Regions from separate parts of the Sus scrofa genome. Here region 2 is linked to region 1. Evidence: chromatin contacts called from public Hi-C data. All regions are on one chromosome and are shown on one strand. The core of a region is the stretch at or near the end of the contact, and the rest is flanking DNA. Distances in the headings are between cores, read along the strand shown. Region 1 has its middle 290 kb from the start of TNS3. Region 2 holds the start of IGFBP3 (insulin like growth factor binding protein 3).

Evidence for each region. A called contact is a pair of places that touch in the nucleus more often than the background predicts.
Region 2: a Hi-C map of liver shows a contact between it and region 1, with 4 times the contacts expected there. The contact joins the promoter of IGFBP3 here to the enhancer-like site in region 1. A contact is called at or near these places in 1 of 5 promoter capture datasets (fetal skeletal muscle) and 13 of 47 Hi-C or Micro-C datasets (embryonic fibroblasts, epiblast stem cells, heart right ventricle and 8 more).

Annotation. Positions count from the first base shown.
Region 1 is chr18:49,245,126-49,249,880 of Sscrofa11.1, forward strand. No RefSeq gene overlaps it. Among named protein-coding and RNA genes, the nearest start is that of TNS3, 290 kb to the left of the region's middle. Within about 2 kb of position 1,821, at least 2 of the 83 cell types and tissues checked have an H3K27ac peak or open chromatin away from gene starts, as enhancers often do. A contact at or near this core is called in liver, where this site is marked.
Region 2 is chr18:50,000,498-50,005,252 of Sscrofa11.1, forward strand. It overlaps IGFBP3 (insulin like growth factor binding protein 3), which reads left to right and starts at 2,424. Exons shown (of 5, transcript NM_001005156.1): 1 at 2,424-2,933. The coding sequence starts at 2,525.

The DNA of each region.
Region 1 (4,755 bases), core at 571-3,070:
CCAGCGGCCGCGTTTCAGACAGCTCTGAAACCCTCTGCGAAGAGGACAGGGGGACTGTCCAGATAGAAGGGACAAAGGGGAGGGGGAGGTGCTCGCAGCCACACACCCATTTTACAGTTTGCAGGACGCCAGAAGGAAACTGCTAGTCCTGGGGAGCAGATGCCACCAAGAAGGGTTTTAGTTCTTTTCTCCATCCGAGGACATGCAGGCAATGGGCTCATGACAGTTTCTCCTCAAAATATTCAACTATCAGAAGGCTTGTTCTGCCAGTTTTCCCGGAGGACGGAGGGTCTCACTCCTGGTCTCCCCGCTGTGGACAGGGTGCTGTGGGTGGGGTGCTGTGGGTGGGGTGCTGTGGGTCGGGAGCAGCAGCGGCTCACGAGTTAATCCACGAGCCCACCTCCAGTTCACACGGCATAAGAAATGCAACTGCTGCTGGAAGTGAGACCCCTTCCAGCGCCTGAGGGTGGGCTCTTGTCTTCCTGGAAAATAAATCCTCCAAGGAGACACACGTGTAACAAAGCAAAAAACTTTATTGGGAAGCGGCGCCTGGGGGGAGCAGCAGGGTGGGGGACCCAGGAGAGCTGCGCTGCCACGTGGCTCACGGTCTCAGGTTTGTTGGTTTGTTCGATTGATTTATTTATTGATGGGCTGCAACTGTGACATATTCCCAGGGTTCCCAGGCTAGGGGTTGAGTCAGAGCTGCAGCTGCCGGCCTACGCCACAGCCACAGCAACGCCAGATCCCCGACCCTCACCGAGTGGGGCCAGGGATGGAACCTGCATCTTCATGGATACAAGTCAGGTTCGTACTGCTGAGCCGCAATGGGAACTCCAGGTTTTATTTATTTCGTTTTTATTTTTTTAGGGCTGCATTTGCGGCATATGGAAGGTCCCAGGCTAGGGTTTGAATGAGAGCTGCAGCTGCTGGCCGACACCACCGCCACAGCTCCATGGCATCTGAGCCACATCTGTGACCTACAGCACAGTTCATGGCAAAGCTGGATCCTTAACCTACTGAGTGGGGCCAGGGATCAAACCTGCGTCCTCATGGATACAAGCCAGTTTCGTTACTATTGAGCCACAATGGAACTTCTACCCTCTCTCTTTTTTGATTTGAGTTTTCCTTGCTCTCAACTGCTGTTACAATTATTCACTTTGTGCTTGGAATGCCTGGTCTCTTACGTTTGTGGGTTTTTTGTTTTTGTTGTTGTTGTTGCTGTTGCTTTTTAGGGCTGCACCTGTGGCATGTGGAAGTTCTTGGACCAGGGGTTGAAATGGAGCTGTAGCTGCCAGCTTACACCCCAGACACAGCAACACCCACAGAGCAAGGCCATGGACCGAACCCACACCTCCACGGATACTAGTCAGGTTTGTAATCTGCTGAGCCACAAAGGGAACTATTATCTGTGTTTCGTTTTGTGCGGTTGAACTAATTTCTCTCCTGGATTAACTCTTCCCAGGGCAGTGATGCCTCTACCCCTGCGACCCTGATGGCAGTGGCTCTGGTCCTGCCTGGCTGTCCCCCCCAGGCTGCTCTGGACGGGAGAGGACCACGGCTCTGCCTCATGTGTGGTTCTCGCTCACAGTCAGTGAGTCTACGCCGGCTGAGCGCACAGGCCTTGCTCCCCTGACGCAGAGCCCGCAGTGAGAAGCTGAGGGGCAACAGCAAACGAGAGCGGAAGATGCTGCTCTTTGGCCCTTTCCCACGCCCTGTGTTTACTGGGGTCATTTGCCCGGGGCGGGACTGAGCGCTGGACAAGAGTCCATCTGACACGCAACCCTAGGCTGCACCCTCACAAAGTCCTGGCCCACCCGACCGTGCTCTGTGTGGTCCTCCCTCCCAGGACCCAGAAGTCTGCATGGTTGCCTGCGGAGCAGCCCTGGCTGCCTGGGCTGCCCTGGGAGAAAGCTGCTTCTGGGGGAGTCTCAGGCTGCACCCAGGAAAACGGGAAGAATTGTGCATATTTTGCAAGCTGCGCGTGCCTGGATCAGAGCAGCTCGTCTGAGTCTGGAACAGAGACACTCCCATGAGCACATCCTGCGACTTCTCTCCCTTACGTCTTTGCCGTATAAGCAAGTGGAGCCCATTGTCAGGCTGACCCGGAGGCGCTGCAGGGAAGGGACTTGGAACCTTACTCACAGCATAAGGAAGCTGACGGTGACTTCAGGAGGTCACCAGTTTTGATGTGAGGCTGTATCTAAAATCACACATCTCATGGAGACCCCGTCGTGGTGCAGTGGAAGCGAATCTGACGAGGAACCTTGAGGTTGCGGGTTCCATCCCTGGCCTCGCTCAGTGGGCTAAGGATCCCATGTTGTGTTGTGTGAGCTGTGGTGTAGGTTGAAGACTTGGCTCAGATCCTGAGTTGCTGTGGCTGTGGTGCAGGCCAGCAGCTGTAGCTCCGATTTGACCCCTAGCCTTTGAACCTCCATATGTTGTGGGTGCAGCCCTAAAAAAAGACAAAAGACAAAAAATAAAAAATAAAAAAATAAAACTACACATCTCAGGAGTTCCCTGTGGACTAGTAGCTAAGGATCGGGCATGGTCACTGCTGAGGCTTAGCTTCAATCCCTGGCCTGGGAACTTTGCATGCTGCGGGCACAGCCAAAAAAATAAAAAGTAAAACAAGGAGTTCCCTTGAGGTGCAACAGGTTAAGGATCTGACATAGTCATTGCAATGGCTCGAGTCACTGCTGTGGTGTGGGTTGGATCCCTGGCCGTGGAAGTTTCACATGTTGCAGGTGCGGCCAATAAATTAAAAAAAATAATAAAATAACATAACATAAAATAAAAACACACCTCAGGTGTATGTATTGGCCAAGTCACTTTGTGTGTGTAAAGTTAAATGTGGCTCCAAGGCAGCAGGCAGGGGCGAAAGCGTGGGTTCTGGATCAAGTTAGGATGAGGTCATTGGGGCGGGTCCTCAACCAGTGTGACTGTCCTTCTACAAAGGACGAGACGATGTGAAGGACACACAGCCTGGAGCCAAGGAGAGAGACTTGGCCCGGATCCCTCCCTGCTGTGCGAGGGGGCCTGGTCCTGCCACTTTCAGACTCCTGGCCTCGAAACTGTGAGACGGGAAATGTTGGCTGCGAAGCCCCGCCCTGCGTCCGAGATCTTTTGTTACGCAGCTCGAGCAAGCTCCTGCACCGTGTTATTGCTGATCGGCACACAGCGTGTAAGGCATTCCTGTACACGCAGCCACAGCTGGAGGCAGAAAGTGCTGGAAAGATACTTCCTCTGCAGGAGATTTGAGGATAAAAGGGCAGAGGGGCCTAAGGGCTCTTGGAAGGAGTAGGGAGTCTTTGAACCCGGAGTGATGTTCTCAAGAGCGGCTGAGAGCTGAGATAGAGAACGTGACCAAGGCACTGGAAGAGTAGCCCCTCAAGTGCCTGGGGACAGCAGAGGGGTTGATAGCACCTGTGTCCTGCCATGGGATGTGAGGTCCCCAGGTTACTAAGTGTTCCTTGACAGGGTAACTTTATTTATTTAGTTTGTCTGTGCCATGTGAAAATTCCTGGGCCTGGGATTGAACCCATGCCACAGTCATAACCCAAGCCACTGCAGTGACAATGCTGGATTTTTATCCCTCTGAGCCACAAGGGAACTCCCAGGATAACTTTATTTATTTATTTGTTTTGTCTTTTTAGGACCGAACCCGTGGCATACGGAGTTTCTCAGGCTAGGGCTCGAATCAAAGCCACAACCAGTGGCCTAGACCACAGACACAGCGAATGTAGGATCCAAGCCACATTGGTACCCTATGCCAAAGCTTGTGACACTGCCAGATACTTAACCCACTGTGCGTGGCCAGGGATGGAACCTGTGTCCTCATGGGTGCTAGTCAGTTCATTACTGCTGAGCCGTGGTGGGAACTCCCACCCGCTTTTCTGATGGAAGCACCTCTTTTTTCCACTGTCACTTGCCTCTCACATTCTTGGCTAATGAGTGATGGACAAGCCACCCTGGGTTATTGACCAAGACACGGAACTGCTTTTGTAGGGAAATCTCTGAAATCCATCAGAAGTTCTAATTAAGCCAAAAGTGACACTTCCTATGCTATTTTTGGGGATGGGAAAGGGTCACCAGCCTCTCTGAGCTGCAATCTTCCTACGCTGGTTGCAATTCTTTCCAACCTATTTCTAACTCAACTTACACCAAAGTTCCTGCAAGAGCAGTGGCCATGTGCTCTCTCTGCCGACCGACTGACCGACTTCCTCCCGGGGCCTCGGCTAAACCAGGTCCGCTCTCTACACCCAACTGCACAGCCATGTGAGTAGACAGGCTCCCTCGAGGTGGACTGAAGAATTTTATAGTTATCCCATTTCTTTTTGTTTCTTTATCACACTCAGCTTCCCGGTATCCCTTTATAGCTCTGACCTTACCTTCCTTCTGGAAGCTCTTGTACATGAAATCCTGGTTCTGGTTTATATCAGTTCTCTTCTGCCTCCTTCATCAACCCCCCAAATGTCACCATCCTCAGAGTCCCAGCCTTGGACTCCTTCCTTTCCCGCCTTGTATATTCTCACTCATTTACTGTCGTGGACTGAATGCTCATGTTCCCCCAGTACCTATGTTGGAAACCTAACCCCCAGGGTGACGTATTAGGAGGTGGGGTCTTCGGGGTGCTTAGGGCATAAGGGCACAGCCCTCATGAGTGGGATGGGTGTCCTTACAGAGAGACTCCAGGGAGCTGCCTGGCCCCACCCACCGCGGGAGGACACAGCGAGAAGGCCATGTCCAGGAGGAAGA
Region 2 (4,755 bases), core at 1,174-3,673, 760 kb after region 1:
TCTCCCCACATCACTGCCACAGATTTCGTTTGCTGTTGCAAGATGTCACCAAAAAGGCCCTAACAGACTATAAACCGTTGCTGCGGAATGTCACTGCAAAGTTGCAAGGTAACCTTTAGTTTTCCCGTGGTCTCTGGTTTGTTGGGGACAGCCTGGCTCTCAGGCGCCCCCTAGGGACTCAGCACAGAACACTTGCCTTTTCTCCAACTGCAAGGCCAGGGATGTGACTTAGACTCAGATGGCTTCTCCTGTGGCTACTCAGACCATAAGGCTGGTGGGAAGGGTGACACTGACCAAACCCCAGTGTATAACACTATACTAACAGAGGCGGACCTGCCGCCCCAAGAATCTTCTGATACAAGAACGGGCTCTAGTTTCTCAGTCAAGGTCTCCACGATTTATTAGGTTAGTTATTGAAACACACATATTTAATTCTTTTATTTTCCAGGGAAAGTGGAGACCCCGTTCTTGGCTGTCAGAGCATGGAACATCCAGGTACAAGGAGTGATCCAGGAGAAAGGGAACAGAAATCATGGGTTGCCGCACAGTTTACAGTAGGCAGGGCAAGTCCAGTCTGAGTGCTGGGGCTGGGACCAAGCGGAGACTCCAAGGGCTGTGCCTTTGCGAGCTGGTGGAAGCAAGGCCCTCTCTGTCTTTGCTCTCTTCTCCTTTGTAGAACTTCAATTATTAGTATTATTTTATTATTTACTGTTTGCTGTGAGTAAATCGCTCTTCCCATGCTAAAAGGAGGATGTAGATGGGATATATACATACACACACATACATACAGAGAGGAGATCCTGTTACCTTCACCCACGACTGTGTAGCACTCTGGCCGGGATGCAGGAGGGAATTCAAGGAGGTCCTGATATGCTGTTTCTTTTCTTTTCTTTCTTTTTTCTTTTTCAGGCCGCACCCAGGGTGCATGGAATTTCCCAGGCTAGGGGTTGAATCAGAGCTGCAGCTGCCGGCCTACACCACAGCCACAGCAACTCGGGATCCAAGACACATCTGCGACCTACAGCACAGCTCACAGCAGCACCAGATTCTTACCCCACTGAGCAAGGCCAGGGATGGAACTCACATCCTCATGGAAGCTAATGGGTTTGTTACTGCTGAGCCGCCACGGGAACTCAGGGGATATGCTGTTTCTACTGCAAACTGTAAAATGTTCCTCCAAGATGCCCATCCACCACCCAGGGCAAGCATCATTTTCCACAGCGTCCAGGAACGTCCGCTCCCACGGTGATCTCGATCCAGACGCTCTTGGTAAGAGCCGTGAAAGTGCCAACTCTCAATTCAATCCTGGACCACTGGCGTCCTCTGTTGGTCATCTAGGGAAGGGGCGCACATGCAGCGTTGAAATCCGCACCGGCCCGGATTCACGGAGACCTCAGAGCACAATTGTGCCCTGGGACTTCCCTCCTAGGGCAAAGTGTGTAGATTGCACAGATGAGCAAGAATCACAGCGTCTCCACTTCAAGAGCACCGGTGGGAACTTAGTACAGGGATACAAAGGGGCCTGAAAAAAGGATAGTGAAAATCAGCAGTTTTAAGCACCGTAAAATTCAGCAGTGCTCATTTGTTCCGTGTTACTCTTGTATGGTGGACGTAAGCTCTATTCCAACACATAATCGGGGAGGACAGTAACACAGAAGAGGCAGTGAGGTCCGCTCTCTGACGAGCCCGGCCAAGGACCCACTCGCCACCAGCCCACTTTGCTAAGGAGGGACTTAAACAGACAGACTGCGAGTGTCGAGCCCTGGCTGCTCTGCGAAATTTCTCTGGCAAGAGTGAAGACCACGTGCGCACCTGCAGAAGCGCACTTGGGAGGAGGGGAGGGTACTAACGGACCCCCAGGTACAGATCAGTTTCGAGTCCTCGGCTCCCCAAGACCCTGACGCGAATACGGTATTTTCATGCAGAGACTCATTCCCCAACCCGAAAACTTAAATTGTGCAAAGCTTCGCAACGTACGCGACGTGAGGAGCTGCGCGCACCAGGTCAGTTTCCCTGAGTCCAGCTGGCCACGGGGCGCACAGGGAGATGGGCGGCGGCGCCCGAGTGACCACGGGCGGCCAGGGGCGCTGGGGTAGCTGAAGCGCCTGGGTGGCCAGAGGCGCCAAGGACAGGGGGGTGGCGGGGCCATCGGGTTCCGGGGTACCCCTCGGGGCCGGGGGCTCCGGGCTGGCGCCCGGGAAGCAGGTGCCCAGGAGGCCGCGCGCTCCCCGCCCCCGCATGCCGACTGGCCGCCCAGGGCGAGGCGCGAGCCCCCGAGCCCGGTCTGCGCCGGCCCGCGCCCGCCCCCCTCCCCGCAGCCGGCGCGCCGTTCCGGGGCGTGTCCTCGGCCACCCGGCTTCTATATAGCGGCCGGCGCGCCCGGGCCGCCCAGATGCGAGCGCGGCGGCTCGGCGCAGAGGATTGGCCGCTCACTGACCCGCTCCCACAGCCTCGCGCCGCTCGCTGTCGCCCCGTCCCCGCGCCCCCCCGGCCGGCCGAGCAGCGGGCCCCCGCGGCCAGCGCCATGCAGCGGGCGCGCCCCGCGCTCTGGGCCGCGGCGCTGATCGCGCTGGCGCTGCTCCGCGGGCCGCCGGCGGCACGGGCCGGCTCGGGCGCGGCGGGCACCGGCCCGGTGGTGCGCTGCGAACCGTGCGACGCGCGCGCCCTGGCCCAGTGCGCGCCGCCGCCCGCCGCTCCCCCGTGCGCCGAGCTGGTTCGCGAGCCCGGCTGCGGCTGCTGCCTGACCTGCGCGCTGCGGGAGGGTCAGGCGTGCGGCGTCTACACCGAGCGATGCGGCGCAGGCCTCCGCTGCCAGCCGCCGCCGGGCGAGCCGCGCCCGCTGCAGGCGCTGCTGGACGGTCGCGGGATCTGCGCCAACGCCAGCGCCGCCGGCCGCCTGCGCGCCTACCTGCTGCCCGCGCCGCCCGCGCCAGGTGAGCCGCCCGCCCTTGGTGCGCCGAAGCGCGTCCCCCGGCCGGGGCCGAGGGTGGGGCCCCCGCGGTGACTTCGCCGCCCTTCCCGCCCCAGGGCTTGTACTTGGGGAAACTGAAGCCTGGCCTAACGAGGCGAGGGCGCGCGCCGGAAGGGCCCTCCGCAGCCGGGTGCTCTGCTCCCTCCGTTCTTTTCGTGCAGCGCTTGGAAACTGCAACGTGCTTTCGGCGAGAATAGGTTAAAGATTTCCTGGGGAGGGAGGGAGCGGGCGGAGATGAGCCGTCAATGAAAAGATCCCGGCCGAGGAAACTCTGGCCATTCAGGCCGGCGCCGCGCAGAAACGTGGGCGTGGACTGCGCAGCCCGACTCTGAAAGGCGGCTTCTGGCTCCCACAAACTCAGAGCCAACGCGTTGGTGCCAAGGATGCTTGGGGGTCGGCGGCCAGGGCGGATTCGGACAGGGGTGGCGGGCAGGCACGTTGGAGGAAATGGTACCTGGCTTTAAAAAAAAATACTGAGATGTGCACAGAGTTATGGTTTGCAAAGCAGTGTCACGTCCAGGGGTGTCTCCGAATCAGCGGGTGGGCATTGGGTGAGGGTATCTTCTGCGGTTGGACAACCTGCCGTTCAGATAGAAGTGCCTCTCGAGTTGGAACTGGTCTCCTAAATTTCAAGCACGCTGAGACAGCCTCGCTCAGTTCTGGGAGAGACGTTCCCGCCGAGCTCAAGGCTAGGAGACTTCCGCCCTCACCTCGGGACACCTGCGGGGCAGAGCACCGTGGGCCACCCCCATCTGGGGCTAGAGGGATGGAAGCCCCCCTGTAGTTTCCATACCTGCAGATTGCCACTCCCGGGCGAGGCTAGTTCCCTTCCAAGGTTAGTACAAAGGTAAAATTCCAGCTACCTAAAGCAGACACTATCCACTGGCTCTAGGAGACTTTGAATTCGTCTCTCAGGACACTTGTGTTATTTTTACGGTGATGGATACCGTGCATTAGACATTGTCGTATTGTGTTAGGTTTTAATGGGCATCGCAACGGCTAGGCTACTGCCGTATAGGTAGTGGAGGTTGTTGTGGTTTATTATACAAAGATCTAAGTGACTTCAAAAATCCACGTGGAGGGGAAAGGGGAAATTTAAATCCGAGTCAAAAGGTTGTTTCAAAAAATCTGTCTTAAATGGAAAGGGCTTTTTTCTTCATGCCTGTCAGCAGCCATTAGAAAGAAACCAAGGAAGTTTAAGAAATTACTCAGAGTTCTTGGAAAAGAAATGCAAATATGTTTATTTACATATTCTTAGCATCTCCTTTGTCCAGGTACTTCCCTGAGAAAGAAAAGAGACAATTAAAAGGGAGTTGCCTGACTGCCTAGTGGTTAAGGATCCTGTGTTGTCACTGCTGTGTTGTCGCTGCTGTGGCTCAGGTTCAATCCCGGGCCCAGGAACTTGCGCATGCTGTGGGTGTGGCAAAATTTTAAAAAGTAGAAAAGTAGAAGTTTGAAGGAACTTGAAACCAAATCCTACCAGTTAAGAGCTTACCCTCTCAGGTGCCGGGCTAGTGAACTTGCACTTCCCCAAACACCAGACCCCTGGGGAACTTGGCAACGCTCCCTGCTTATGGGGCTCTTTCTTTTCCTGGATGAGCACCCCAGTGAGGGCACCTGCCTGGAGAGAGCAGGGCCTCTGCAACAGGAGCGGAGTTTTCCAGCACTACTCAACCCTCCAGAAGCATCCTCGAAACTAGAGCTGGGCATCTGCTCTGCCGAGCCTAGAGCCAGCAGTCTTGGCAAGCTTCCAGGTGGGTGGACGGGCGTGTTCTTGAGAGGAC